Regions from separate parts of the Rattus norvegicus genome. Here region 2 is linked to region 1. A link is a contact called in public Hi-C data. All regions are on one chromosome and are shown on one strand. The core of a region is the stretch at or near the end of the contact, and the rest is flanking DNA. Distances in the headings are between cores, read along the strand shown. Region 1 has its middle 130 kb from the start of Trim2. Region 2 holds the start of Fhdc1 (FH2 domain containing 1).

Region 1 (6,623 bases), core at 3,016-5,515:
CAGGCCTCTGCCAGAAAGCCGGTGTTACTGTGGGCTGTAACCTGCTCGGTGCAGAAAGTACCAGGACAGTGCGTACTGTGGGATTTCTTAGGGGAGCCTGTGTGCTGTCTGTCAGCGCCTGGCATGGTGCCGGGTACCAATGGTATCCTCAACAAATACTAATGGATTAAATGAGGAGATGCAAGGCCTAAGAGAAAGGGAGTGAAGAAAATGGCCTGTGCTGCTGCTGCAGGCCATGGAGCCGTCTTCTTGTCCTCTCGGAAAACCCATGTTTTACCTTCACTTTCTTCTCCCCTTCCTCTGTGCGCTCCAGATTCCAGCACAGAACCACTTCTGCTGAAGACTGCAGTGCTGTTGGGGAGAGAGGAATGATCTCCAAGAAATGCCTGTTCATCATCTGTCTCTCTATATCCATTTCTGCCTAAGTGTCTAAAACTCTAATCATACTGGATGCTGTGTGATATACACTCCAAGAACAGAAAAACGATAAGAAAAAAGACGTGTGTGTCTGGGGGAATAGTGCCAAATTGGGTGTGGTAGTACACGCCAATGACCCCTCGGCACTCTGGAGGTAGAGGCAAAGAGATCAGGAATGTGAGGCTAACCTCAGCTACATAACAATTAAGAACACATTGTGCTACATGAGACCCCATCACAAAAACCCAAAACAAGCAGAAAAGAAAACAGTACCCATAGTATAAAAGTATTACCTGAGGTTATAAAGCACATCTTCAGACTGAGTGCACATATTTGTCCTCCGACTTCCTCTGCCTAGCCGCATAGAGAGGTCAGTTCCGCATGCTTGTCTCCCTTGCTACCTCAGATGCATTCCTGCCCTGCTCTGCCCTGCGACACTGGCATCTATGGCTTGGCTTGGGCTCTCGTTCCGTGGCTTGGGCCACCACTCAGAATGTCTGCTATGAGCTGCAGGGGTGGAGAACTGTGTGTTTGGTTCCAGATTCCAGGTCAACTTCTAGCCAGAGACTGGAACTAGGCAAGCTTCCTTAGGGGATGCAGTCTTTGTAGAACTGAGAAAGTGTTCTTTCTAAATGTCATCATTCCAAAGGCAGAGGAAGCCAGAGAAGAGTCTAGATTGTGGTGGTGACACTGGGTCTCTTGGGACGCATGTAAATGATGCCAGGTGACGCTTTCTCAAGGCCCCATCACCAACCTCTTTATCCACACCCACTCAACCGATTCAGTGAATCTGACTAACAATGGCTCCAAGCACTGTCTCCCCGATATTCCCTTCTTCATGCTGTCTGGGTGCTTTACTCACTTATTCTGAGCCCTAAACAGCTAATTTGGACCGTGTCATCTCTAAAAAAAATTGTCAATACAAACCAACAGCTGCAGGAGAAAGAATGTTCTAGCCGTTTGCCTCGCATGGGGGTCAAACACAGTGCTAAGCACTTCCACATGCGCTGCCTAATTTAATCTTCTTTAAAACCCCGAGGTAGCAAGCACTATGCTCTTCATCTGGTAGATAACAAACTGATTACTGAGAAGTTTCGAAATTTGCCCAAGGTTACACTCATTCTTGACTGCCAAGGCGGGATTTAGACTCGAAGACGCCAGAATGCTTGCTCTTAACCGCCAGACTCGACTACTGTGAGAACTCAGTCAAACCTGTCATTCCCTTTAACCCTGAATTTCCTTCAATGAAAATCAGAGGGCAAGATGAAATCTTTTGAAACGTCCCTGTTGCCCCGAAGAGTCGGGTTTACCTCCGCTTACCAGCAGATGGCGCACAGCCAGCATTACAGACAGCTTGAAGGCGCTCCAGGGGGAAGCGTGATTTCCCCTCAGCCCTGCCTGGCTGGCGTGGGAATGAAATGGAAATGTGTTCCCAGTGGTAAATGGTGCAAATCCACACAGCGTCCACGTGGTAGAGCCGAGAGCTTAGGGAGTAAGTTTGACTCGTAAGGGTACAGCATTGCCATAGCTGACCATGGGGGTCCTTTCAGTGACTCCTGCCATCTCTCTCCTTGTAAAGGGATAGAACAGGCACTCAAAAAGAATTAGGAAGTAGATGCTTGCCACACCAGCATGAGTGTTCTTAACCAATGAAAGAGATAGTTATTGTCACCAACTCAAACCCACTTTATAAGACTCCGGGGAAGCCTCAGACAGACAGCCCCAGGCCCGTGTTTGGAAATATACTGGGTGTGGCTTGACCCGATAGATCTGTGGTTGTGACTGCTGTCTTCCTACAGAGGCTCTGAGCCTCTAGATGGGCATTTCATGGAGTACCAGAGAATACAGATGGCCTCACAACCGCACATGCCAGGAAATGCTGGGGCCCCGAGAAGCCACAGAATCGCTCTCAGTGAAGGGCTCTTACCTGTGGTTACATGCTGGTCACTAACTATGCCTGGCACATGGCCATGCCCTGAGACAAACCCTGGAGGATAGAAATGCGACTTCAATGCATGGAGACTTGGGTAGTGAAGGGGAAATGGTGGGAACACAGCTTCTTCTATCTTAGCGTTGAGCTAAGGGGCCTGTGAGTGCGTGTGCACTCATGTGGACACAGGTCGGGCCATAAAACTGGTAGTAACATCCACACACCGTCGTCTTTCAAGGAGAGAGGGAAAAGCTGAAGGAGCCAAACGAATCTGCTTCATGAGAGTACAGAATCTCAAACTGCGAGGTCACTGTTACCTCTGCCCCTGCTGCCGTATAAACTCGTATTCATCTGGAAGCATCTGGAAGGAAATGCTGGCTCCCCACGTTCCTTCAGTAGCCACCGCTCTCCCGCTCTCCCGCTCTGCCTCACCCACGGGCACAGTAGGAAATGGGCCCACAATCTGGGCTAATCTCTATCTTTAAGAAAAGCAGTTAAATCGTTTGTCAATAAGAAGTGCATCTTCCCCGTCACCAAGCTCTTTGTAACAGTTTTCTAAGTTTTTACACCGAAAGAGAAACAAGGCCTATCAGCTATTGGAAAGTAATTTTTAAAAGTGAAAGGATTAATCTGAGTGTTGTGTGGCACATGTCTACACAATTCCTGTACTTGGGAGGCTGAGCCAGGGGGACCCCCCCGGGGTTCAACTGTAACATAGGCTACACAGTAAAATCCTGTCTGAAAAGATAAAGAAAAGGAAGAAACTAAAAATATCTGTTTGAAAGCCACTGAGGCTGATATAAGATTGAGGAGTTCTCGGTCCCTCTTCAGCAAGTTTGCCCAGACTCAGGATCTAGAAGTCAGCTCTGAGCCAGCATCGATATGCCAGTGGGGAGCAATTAGCCCTGAGTCAGGATTGCATGTTGGGAGCTGATAGAACTTTAATGGATACGTCTCACTGTGTGAGGAAATCTGCTTTTCCATTAACTCCTGGTCAATGACCATGTCTCTCCTGTGTTTATGAGCCTGGAGTCTTGTCAGACTGATCAAGTAAAATGATACTTGTGGCTCCTCGGGTCCCACCATCTCCCCTGGAACTGACTGTTCTCAAGGTCACAATGTCGGCTACAAGGGAACAAAGCACGAAGAAGAAATTGCTTAAGGAGAACCAAGACACCATCTGGTGGTCATCTCCTATAAATCTTCCCCTCACATGCAAATGCCTTGCACAAAGGAAACTGGCTTTGTGATCTGCAGGCTGCAGGGAACCAGGCTGTGTGACCAGGGAACTAAAACTGGGCAAGTCTCGGAGTAGCCAGCTTTCTAGAGTTATTTACTATTGGAAGATTTAAAGTACTCATTTATTCACTTTAGGGGTGCTGCTGTTTGAATCCAGGGCCTTTGGGTATGCTAAGTACAGGTGCTAGCGTGGACGGCCCAACCCCAACTTTTATATCAGCATCTGAAGCAGGAAGCCCAGAGACAGCTTCCCTCTGAGGAAATTCTCACCCTGAAACAAAGAATCTTTGGATTGCCAAGTGTCTCCCTCTGGTTGTGAGGGTTCTTACAAGGGAAATATACCCAAGAAATCCTGCTCTATACACATCTTTCTTTCCATCCCTATGTTGCAGTAAAACAGAGCAGATGTTTAGATCCTGTCCGTCAGGTTCCTCTCCTTATGGAAAACCCTCTTCACTCACTGAAGACCATTTTTATAAGAGTAGCACATCACAGACTCAGCCTTCTCCATATCCAGCCTCTTGCCGTGGGGCTCCCTGACCACAGACTGGCCCTTTGTCCTCCTTGGCAGATGGCAGTGACTAAAGCGACCTCAAGTTGACATTTTTTCATCAGCAGCCACAGAGCAAGGCTGTCCTCAGGGCAGAATTCCCAAGCAAGCGAAGTCCTTCTCTGGGAGTCCCTTTGTCCCTCATCCCAGCTGCATGGCCCTCCCCTCTGCCCACTCCTTTCTAGCTCCACACTGCTCCTGTGTCCTCACAAGGTGTGAAGGGCATGTCCTGACTTGGGAAAGTCCTGCTTGCTTGGAGAAAATGCCGTCCGTCACCATGGCAGCTGTTCTGTAAAACCTGAACTAGAGGACTAGAACCTCTGTGAGTGATTCAGGAAGCGAAGCTGGGAAAGGCTGTGGGCAGGTGATGCTTCTAGAAGCCCTTCCACCCACAGAGAGCCTCTAGTTACACACTGGTGAGACTGCCCTACAAGAAAGGCCACTCAGACCTGATCTCTGTACCCTATAAACTCACACCCTTTTCCTCCCCAGGGTTGGAGCCCCTATCTATGGCCATGAGCTGAGTCTCTTTTCTACTTCTTTCTCCTCCTGTAGTTAGTAGACGTACGTTTAGACTTGTCTGTTCTGAACTAAATAGCCAGGCACTTCTCAGCAACAGACACTTCACGTTAATTAACAGGAGGGAGATGAAACAGGAACCAGTTCAGAAGTTGTTCACTCATGGCTGGGGGAGGGCAGGAAGATGCAAAGCAGGTGCAATGGAGCAGGGAGAAGGCTCTGATTGACTTGGTTCTCCTTGCTTGGGACTCGGAAGGGGAGAAGGGGGGAAGCTCCCACTCACTTGTTTGAGGGATGTAATTAAAGCAAGCAGGGTCACTCACGTACCCCAGTTGCAAAGCCCAAGGAAAGGCCCATCGGCTCATATTTTCAGAAGGTATAAGTCACCTGGACTCCAGCAGCAGGGCAGCACTGTCTCATGATGCTCTTTCTAACTAAAACAGGCAGGAGACATCCAAAGGGGAGTCACACCCACAGACACCTGAAATCTGACAGCCGTGCTGTGGTTTGGACCTAGAATGTTCCCCGAGATCCATGTGTTAGAATCTTGGTCCCAGACTAAAGAGCTATCAGAAGACAGTGAACTTCTGGGAGGTGGGACCTAGGAGAAGAGAGGTAGGTCCTCAAAGACATGCCCTTGAGGGGGCTATTAGGACCCTAGGGTCACTTCCTGTCTCTCCCTCTGCTTCCTGTCCCCGGCGTGAGCAGCCTCTCGGACCATCTGCAGTTCACCATGATGTTCTGCTTTGCCACAGGCCAAAAACATGGTGCTGTAGGTTGGACCCTAGGTTGAATTTACAAGCCAAATAAACCTTCCTCCTGTAAGTTGTTGATTTGGGGTCTTTTGTCACAGTGGCGAAAAGCTGCTAACACAAGCATTCTTGTGGGAGACAGTTGTTGTAGCCACAGACTACTCAGAGTCGGTCTAAGGAGGCCTGGCAGAGGAAACAGAGGAAGAACCTCCACAACCTTGAGGAACTGAGAATTCCTTTCCCCAACAGCATCAAGAGAGAGGAAGCCCAGGCCTCCGATGCAATGACACCTCCAAGAGCTTCCCATAAGCCGTAGACAATAGAGCTCGTCAGATATACTCAGCCACTGAAAAGGCTTGAAGGAAAAATGACAATGTTAGTTAGTACCGGGACACTGCCTTGAGAGCAGAAACTCACCAGATGAGAGGCTGGGAAACTAGAACAATCATGGGTGGATCTGTCCTATATCCACACCGCCTTGATCCGGATTGGCGGCCACTATGCCTCAGTACCTCAGAAAGCGAGTTTATTTGGACACCTGATCTTTACAGATGTAATCGGGTCAAAATGAGATCATAATGGTAAGTCCTAATCAGATATGATTGATATGTCAAAGGGGAAAAAGTTAAGACACAGAGGCACACATCAGAGAATGCCACATGAACATGAAATGTCCACCCCTGGCCCAATAAGAGACAGTTGGGACCAATCGGAGGCTCCCAGAATGTTCCTTTGAAGCACTGGTTTCTGGAACAGCTAAGCCCAGAGCGGGAGTGAAAGTTGCAACCTGGGTCTGAAGCATTGTTTGATGCAGGACATAACTGTGCTTTCAAATACATCTTGAGAATAAGTCAGTAAATGGATTAAAGAGACTTTCTACCTTCCCCTCTAATCCCTGATCTTCCTCTTGTACTGCTTGCCTTCATGTTCAGCCTGTGTTTTTCTTTTGTGTTATTATTGGATGGTAGCAATGAAGAAGCCCACGCCTCTGAACCCACCTTGCTAACCACAGTCTCTCTTCCTGCCTCTTTCCCACAGTTTCTGCCATCAATTCTGTTGGGTTTGCATGGGAAGGTACGTGTGGCGGGGGCACTCTGAGCGTTTGCCTTGCAGGTGGAGGCTTGTTGGAGGAGGCGTAGGAGGGGTGTGCCCAGGGTGGAGATCACGGTTGGCTTCATGTGAGCAAGCTGGGGAGGGTCTATAGACTCTTGAAGGA
Region 2 (6,623 bases), core at 2,170-4,669, 130 kb after region 1:
TCTATGAAATCAGAGAACACCTTTTCCGTGGGCTTGTGTGAGAAAAATGAGCTAAACAGGAATGTATTTAACTATTTCTAATGGTAGCTGCTCATATGCACAGCTCCTCTTTATCTGCACAAACAATATATTTGACTTAACAACATGTGGGGGAAGGGGGTCTATAGTGATGGCTCAGTGGCTAAAAGTGAACACTCTTCTTGCAAGGACTCAGTACTCATGCCAAATAGCTTGAAACTACCTGTAACTCCAGCTCCAGGGGATCTGACACTTGGGCCTCCAAAAGCATCCTCACCCAAGTATACACACACACACACACACACACACACACACACACACACACACACTCATGTACATACATACATACACTCATACATATAGCTAAAAAAGGTTTTAAAAAGAAAACATGTCTTCAGTTTGTAGATGAAATGCCAAAGTTCTGGCTGTTAGAAATGCATGTAATATCTTCTCTTTGCTACCAAAGTTTGTGAATCGTGAGAGTTTTCCTCTTTTAATATTCACAGGCCACCGGGCCGGGAGTGGTGGCACACACCTTTAATCCCAGCACTCAGGAGGCAGAGGCAGGCGGTTCTCTGTGAGTTCGAGGCCAGCCTGGTCTACTAAATGGAGTCTAGAACAGCCAGTCCTCCACAAAGAAACTCTGTCTCAAAAAGAACAAGCAAAAATCCAGTAAAATTTAATACAGGACAAATATGTTTATGAAATAGTAACAGTCCAAGGTTTGTTAATTTAATCTGTGGTGCCGGGGATTGAACCCAGGCCCTTATGCATGCCAGCCAGACATCTCTCCTCAACTGCTCATCATCTAGTTCTGTCTTTATCTACTTTAGAGCTGGGCATTCAACCCGCATGCTCAGGCTATGTTCTACCACGGAGCTACACAGTCACCCCCTGACAGTTTAAGGACTGAGCAGAAAATGACATTTCCAACGATTAATTTGACACTTAAAAAGTCATTCTCATGACTTTACATGTCTAATTCAGTGGCATCGGTACATCCAGCTGTCACCGCCAGCTAATGTCTAAATAAGTGTTGTTACAGGTATGTATCTCAGCCGAGACTTCTGGTTCACTAGAGATGAAACTGGCTTTCAGAAGGAGTTTTCATAATTATCATTAGGGGCATAACCAGGCTGTCTTCATAGCTGGCACCCCGAAAGCTGGCATGACTCATTGTCAATTACAGTTTATAGTTACATTTGAACTCTTTTTTCAAGACCGTACAGGTAATTTTGGCAGTTTATTCTCACATGTTTTATCTACTTCTGTGCATAAAGGAGCCCTTTTAAAGTTCCTAATTCTCCAAATCACTTCCGGTTCCATTGGTACCGATGTATTTCTATATCCCCACCCCCACCCCAGAGATGGGGATTGAACACAGAAGTCCCACGAGCAAGTCCTCTACCTCAAAGCCCTGAATCGAGTTCCCAGCACTGGGGCAACAGAAAAGAGGGTAAACTAAAAAGCTGTCCGATCTGGAAGGTAATAATTCGTTCAGTCTCAGATAGTTACAGGCATAGCATAAAACCCCTCAGTGCATGTGTGGAAATACTAAATGAAGGAGCTGGATCATCAAAGGCAGTGTGATATTCCCCAGCCACTGTCTTCTGACACCGACGCCCCAAAGGACTGAGACTTTTATTTTGAGTGCTGTGCCATACACAGTGCAAGTGCCAGATAAAAGCTTGCACGAGTTAAGAAGAGACACACACATGAACTTGCATTGATATGATTCTATAACTATTGCCCAGCCTGAGAGAAGACTGTCACTTTAAGAAGTTAAAGGAACAAAGGGGAATGAATGTACCTTTCTGTCCCTGGCCCCTTTCTCTGGCAGCCCCCTCCCATAATGGTCAAAGGTCCTAGCTCCGACCGCATCCAGTGAGTCAGTTCACCAGCCAGAATGGCTGCTGCACGCTGGTGCTTTTATTTCTGTCGCTTAAGCAGTGCATCCTTACTACTAACTTACTGATGGGGCACGATTAACAATGTTCAAGAGGTGGTAAGAAAGAAGGGCATAGGTGGCATTCCATTTCTTTCCAGTCACATGTGGTATTAAAGTCGAGGATGCACAAAAAATATTCTGCCATACTGTCCACAATAGGGAGGACACCACACAACTCAAAGACACCGGGAGAAAGGCAGGTGATGCAAACACCCGGACACATGACACCGTCCCCTGCTTCTCACAGTTGGCAGTTGGCAGCAGGGACAATGGGATCAGCCCTGATTCTGTCTGGGAAACGTCAGGTCTCCCATCAATCTCCTCAAGACAAACAGAGGCAGGCTTGTATTTAGCATCTCCCCTACAGCGAGGAGGATGTTAAACCCAGAGCCGTCACCAGTAGGCTTTCTGAAGACAGAACCCATCTTCACGAGTGATAACCATGGTTCATCAGAGGTGGGGTTACTGTTCCTCCCGCCGCCACGGGGGACGCTGCTGCTCTGGGGAGCATTTTAACTGCGGTTTCAGTTAGGGATGCTATGATCAGGAACTTAACCTTCAGTCTATGATCAGCCAGCACACAGGGTTAGAATAAGAACGTTCCTGGAAGAGCTGTTTGGCTACTAGCTCTAGCCAGGGATTTCCACGCTGCTCTGTTCAACAATAATAAAAAAATGACACAGAGCCAGGTGGCTTTCCTCTTGCCTTCTGTCAGGGATGAGCCTAAGTTGAAAGGGTAGCTGTCCACCCGATGAGCTGTGGACTGGGAGAGGTTAAGCTACATACACAGTATTCTCAGCTGGGAAAAGAGGGACAGGACTGGGGAAAGTTCCTGCCTATCTTAAATACCGTCTTCTCTCCTTAAGGAACATCCCTCCTCGACCTGGCTTTTCAACCCCTTTCTTAATCAAGAAATACACAGTTTGCAAGCAAGCCGGCCTAGAGAACCCACGATGGCAGGTTTCATCTGTCACGTCACATAAACATTCACAGCTGCCTGTTTCTGAAAGCACATTTCCAGTTTCTTCTCATCCAGTTCCCAAACCAGGAAGAATAGGCCCAGGAGCGCCAAAGGATGCTCCTGGAAGGACAGAAGCTCCGGAGAGACCACCGGAGGGTGGTGAGAGGGTGCCCGCGGAGTGTCCAATTCAAGGCACAGTTTCTTTAAACACTAGCACCAGGTCTTTGGGAAGCTCGCCCAGAACCGGGAACGGAGGGAGCACCCAGAACGCGATTTTTTTTTACAGTCAGGATGGACGCAGTTATTTCCCAAGTCTTGCCCACCACCTCTTTTGGTCTCTAGCCCCGCGGTCTGGTGGATCCACTCACCAAAAGGCCCTTGGCTCCGCCGGCTCTAGCTGCGCTTAGCCCAAGCCCCCCGCAAGGCCACTAGCGTCCGGCAGTCGAGCAGCCCAGGATCCCGGGACAGCAAGCGAGCTCCGAATGGGCGGTCCCCGCTCTAGCTCAGAGGCCGCCTTATCTGGTCCGGGAAGGCGCGCGTCGGGGCGAAGAGACGCCCACACGCGCCGCGAAGGATCCCTAGCGGAGACAGTAGGGACAACCCTCCCGGGAAAGGATCGACCCTCCGCTTCCAGGAGTGCCCGGCACTCCCCAGTCCCGGACCAATTCAGAGGCCATTGGAGGCCAGCTGCGAAACCCCTGGGGCTCCTTCGGTCGATCGGACCCCGGGTGGCTCATCCTGTCCAGGCCTCCCCGCCCAAACCGGGGTCCCAGATCTCAGCGGAGTTCACGATTCTCGGAACAGTGGCCGCCAGCCGCTTGGACTACTGCTACGGCGACCCCGTGTGGTCCCCAGCGCGGGCTCCAAGGAGAAGGGTTCTCGGCCGCACTGCGGCTTTGCACCAAGGGATAGGAAATGAGCCGGCGACAGAAACGCGAAAAGGAGTCTCCGGGGCTGGGTATGGAGACCCGGGACGCTCGGGGACCATCACGCTCCGGGACCATCTGTGACTGCCAGCCCGCCACTCCACAAGCACCGACGCCACTTCGGAGGTGAACTTCCAGGGAAGGGTGCAGTCAAAAGAAGCCTAACCCCACACCACGGTGGCAGGGCGAGACCTCGTTGAGAGGGGCTCCTGTGACCTGCGCGACCCGCATAAGTGGCATGAAAGCTAACCAAACCTCCGAGGTCCCACCCGCGGACAGCGTCACACAGAGCTCCGGGTCCAAAGCCCGACTAGTCCCGCGCGTTTGCGCCTCGGGGCACGGGGCCTGCGCTCCTGGATCGGGTCCCGGGAATCGGAAACAGAGCTCGCGCTTCCCCGCATCCTCCCGGCTTCGCCGCTCAGCTCGGCATCCCCGAACCCAGCCTCGCAGCCCCGGCTCTAGCTCCCGTCGTCCCGCACTCACCGCGCCCCCGCTCCCGGCGCCCGCGCAGCCTCCGCCCGCTGTCCCGGCGCCGCCGTCTCTCCGCGGGACTGCAGGCCAGGGACGGTGAGGGGGCAGGGCGGTGCGGAGGGGCGGGGCCGCTGCAGGTAACAATGCTGCCTACCCGGCTGCTCCTCCAGCCGGCCGCAAAGGACAGCACGCCCTTTCCTGCTCCGCTGCCTCCCTCGCTCCCCCTTCAACCCTAAGAGCACCGCCACTGCGCTCGCCCTCGCCAGCTCCGGGCTCCGGAGACTCGAAAGCCGCCGCCCAGCACGCTGCTCCTGGCACCTGAAGACCAGCTCCGGGCTGGGCGGGCAACCACAGAGGTAGATGGAAATTGCTGCAGGGAGAAGATGAGCCTTGGTGTCCTAATGGAGCGAGGGGGAGGCGCCAGTCGCTACTGAGCAGGTCACCGCCTTCCACAAAAGGAACCTCTGCGGCAGTCTCCTGGACACCCTACCCTGCGTACACGCATGAACACTCCACACACATTCGTAGGCACGCATGCACCTCCCTCCCTCTCTCTCTCTCTCTCTCTCTCTCTCTCTCTCTCTCTCTCTCTCTCTCACACACACACACACACACACACACACACACACACACACGCACACACACACTCACATCCCCACACCTCCGCGCACTCAACTCACTGTAGCTTCTCTTTGGAGCTTAGAGAGTGTCAGGAGGTCCAGAGCGCTCTGGAGGTCAGATCCTCTGTGGGGCACACCAAATCGCCTCTTCTCCCACTCGACTCCCACCCTTTCCTTCTCCCTCCCTCCTTCCCTTCCCTTCCCCTTCCCTCCCCTTTATTTTCTTTTGTCTCAATGATAGTAACAAACTTTTCAGGTTTATTAAAGAAAAAAAAGTCTGGCAGAAGTAGCTGAATGAAGGAGCTCTGTCTGGGAACTGGGAAGAGCCCGCCCCCTCACTGAAGGAAACAGGGAAGTCAGTCTAATCGCATTTTTTTTTTTTCTCAAAGTGACTTGTGACGATGCCAGGCAGAGAGCGAAGTGAGTAGTCAAAGAAAACTCACCCTGGACAAACCGGCTGCTGGCATCTCAGCTGCCGGGGTGGGAAGCGCCCTCTGCGGGAATGAAGTCATCCTACCCTTTTCTGGGTGCGCCCAGATAACCGACCAGAGCGTTCCTTTCCCAAGCTCTGGGGCCTGAGGACTTCCAGCTACTCCACCAGGTTCTCAGGTCCTGGACTCCGTCCTAATTCCTCACCTCCTACTGCGAGCCTTGCACAGGACGAGAGAAGGTACTAGTCCAAACCAGTTCAGTATCCAAGACCCCAAAACTGCGTCAGCCTATTTCTTGGCCTTTTTTTTTTTTTTTTTCCGGAGCTGGGGACCGAACCCAGGGCCTTGCGCATGCTAGGCAAGCACTTTACCACTGAGCTAAATACCCAACCCCTTTCTTGGCCTTCTTGATGGTTCTTTGGCCATTAATGTAGTTCATGATTAAACACGATCCACAGACACTGAAAATATCAAGGCTGGCCTCAGGCTGGGAACTCACGATAGTTCAAATGAATATTGATCGATTCCCAGGCAAAAGAGTAACAAGCATTATGTGTGAGTGTGTGTGTCCTTTCCCTTTTTATTTCATTGCTTATTATGTTTTGTGTTTTGAGACAAGCTCTCTCTAGGCCTAGCTGTCCTTGAACTCACTCAGTACACCAGGCTGTCCTCCACCTCACAGAGAACTGCATAGGTCACCGAGCCAGCTAGCTCCCTTTCCCCTTCTTTAGTCTGAGATTGATCTCTTCCAACCCTGCAAGCCTGCAAGCCTCACACTGTAGGAAGTATGTGCTGAAAGACCAGTCCCTTTCTGATGCCTTTCTGTGATCCCGATACCTCAGAAACTGAGGCAAGGAATTTCCTTTAGCCCAGGAATTTGAAGCCAGCCTTGCCAACACGTTGAGATTTCCAAGAAGAAAAAAGCCACTTTGGACGAGTCAAGCCCAGTGGCCCACCCTCCTCCCTCTGGCTTTTGATCTCCAGCTTCGTTCTGACCCACAGGCCTTCCTTTGGCTTCTCTGGCCCTCCCTGGTGACCCTTCTTTTCCTCTGAGTGCAGTCACAAGGCTCTTCAACCCTTGATCGTCCATTGTCTATTATCATCCCCTGGGGATTGAGTCTGACTTCAATCTGGATGCCTTTTTGAAAGAAAAGCAGTAAAACCGAACACACATGGCCTTGGGTTTCCATCCTTGGAAGGGGACAAGAAAAATGAGGGTCAATTGTTTTCAGTATGTCAGCAACTTAG

What was found. A called contact is a pair of places that touch in the nucleus more often than the background predicts.
Region 2: a Hi-C map of Schwann cells shows a contact between it and region 1, with 4 times the contacts expected there. The contact joins the promoter of Fhdc1 here to the enhancer-like site in region 1. A contact is called at or near these places in 8 of 12 Hi-C or Micro-C datasets (Schwann cells, frontal cortex, kidney and 4 more) and 1 of 1 datasets of contacts at active chromatin or transcription factors (oligodendrocytes).

The regions. Positions count from the first base shown.
Region 1 is chr2:171,990,351-171,996,973 of GRCr8, forward strand. No RefSeq gene overlaps it. Among named protein-coding and RNA genes, the nearest start is that of Trim2, 130 kb to the left of the region's middle. Within about 2 kb of position 4,266, at least 16 of the 93 cell types and tissues checked have an H3K27ac peak or open chromatin away from gene starts, as enhancers often do. A contact at or near this core is called in Schwann cells, where this site is marked.
Region 2 is chr2:172,122,537-172,129,159 of GRCr8, forward strand. It overlaps Fhdc1 (FH2 domain containing 1), which reads right to left and starts at 3,420. Exons shown (of 12, transcript NM_001106437.1): 1 at 3,296-3,420.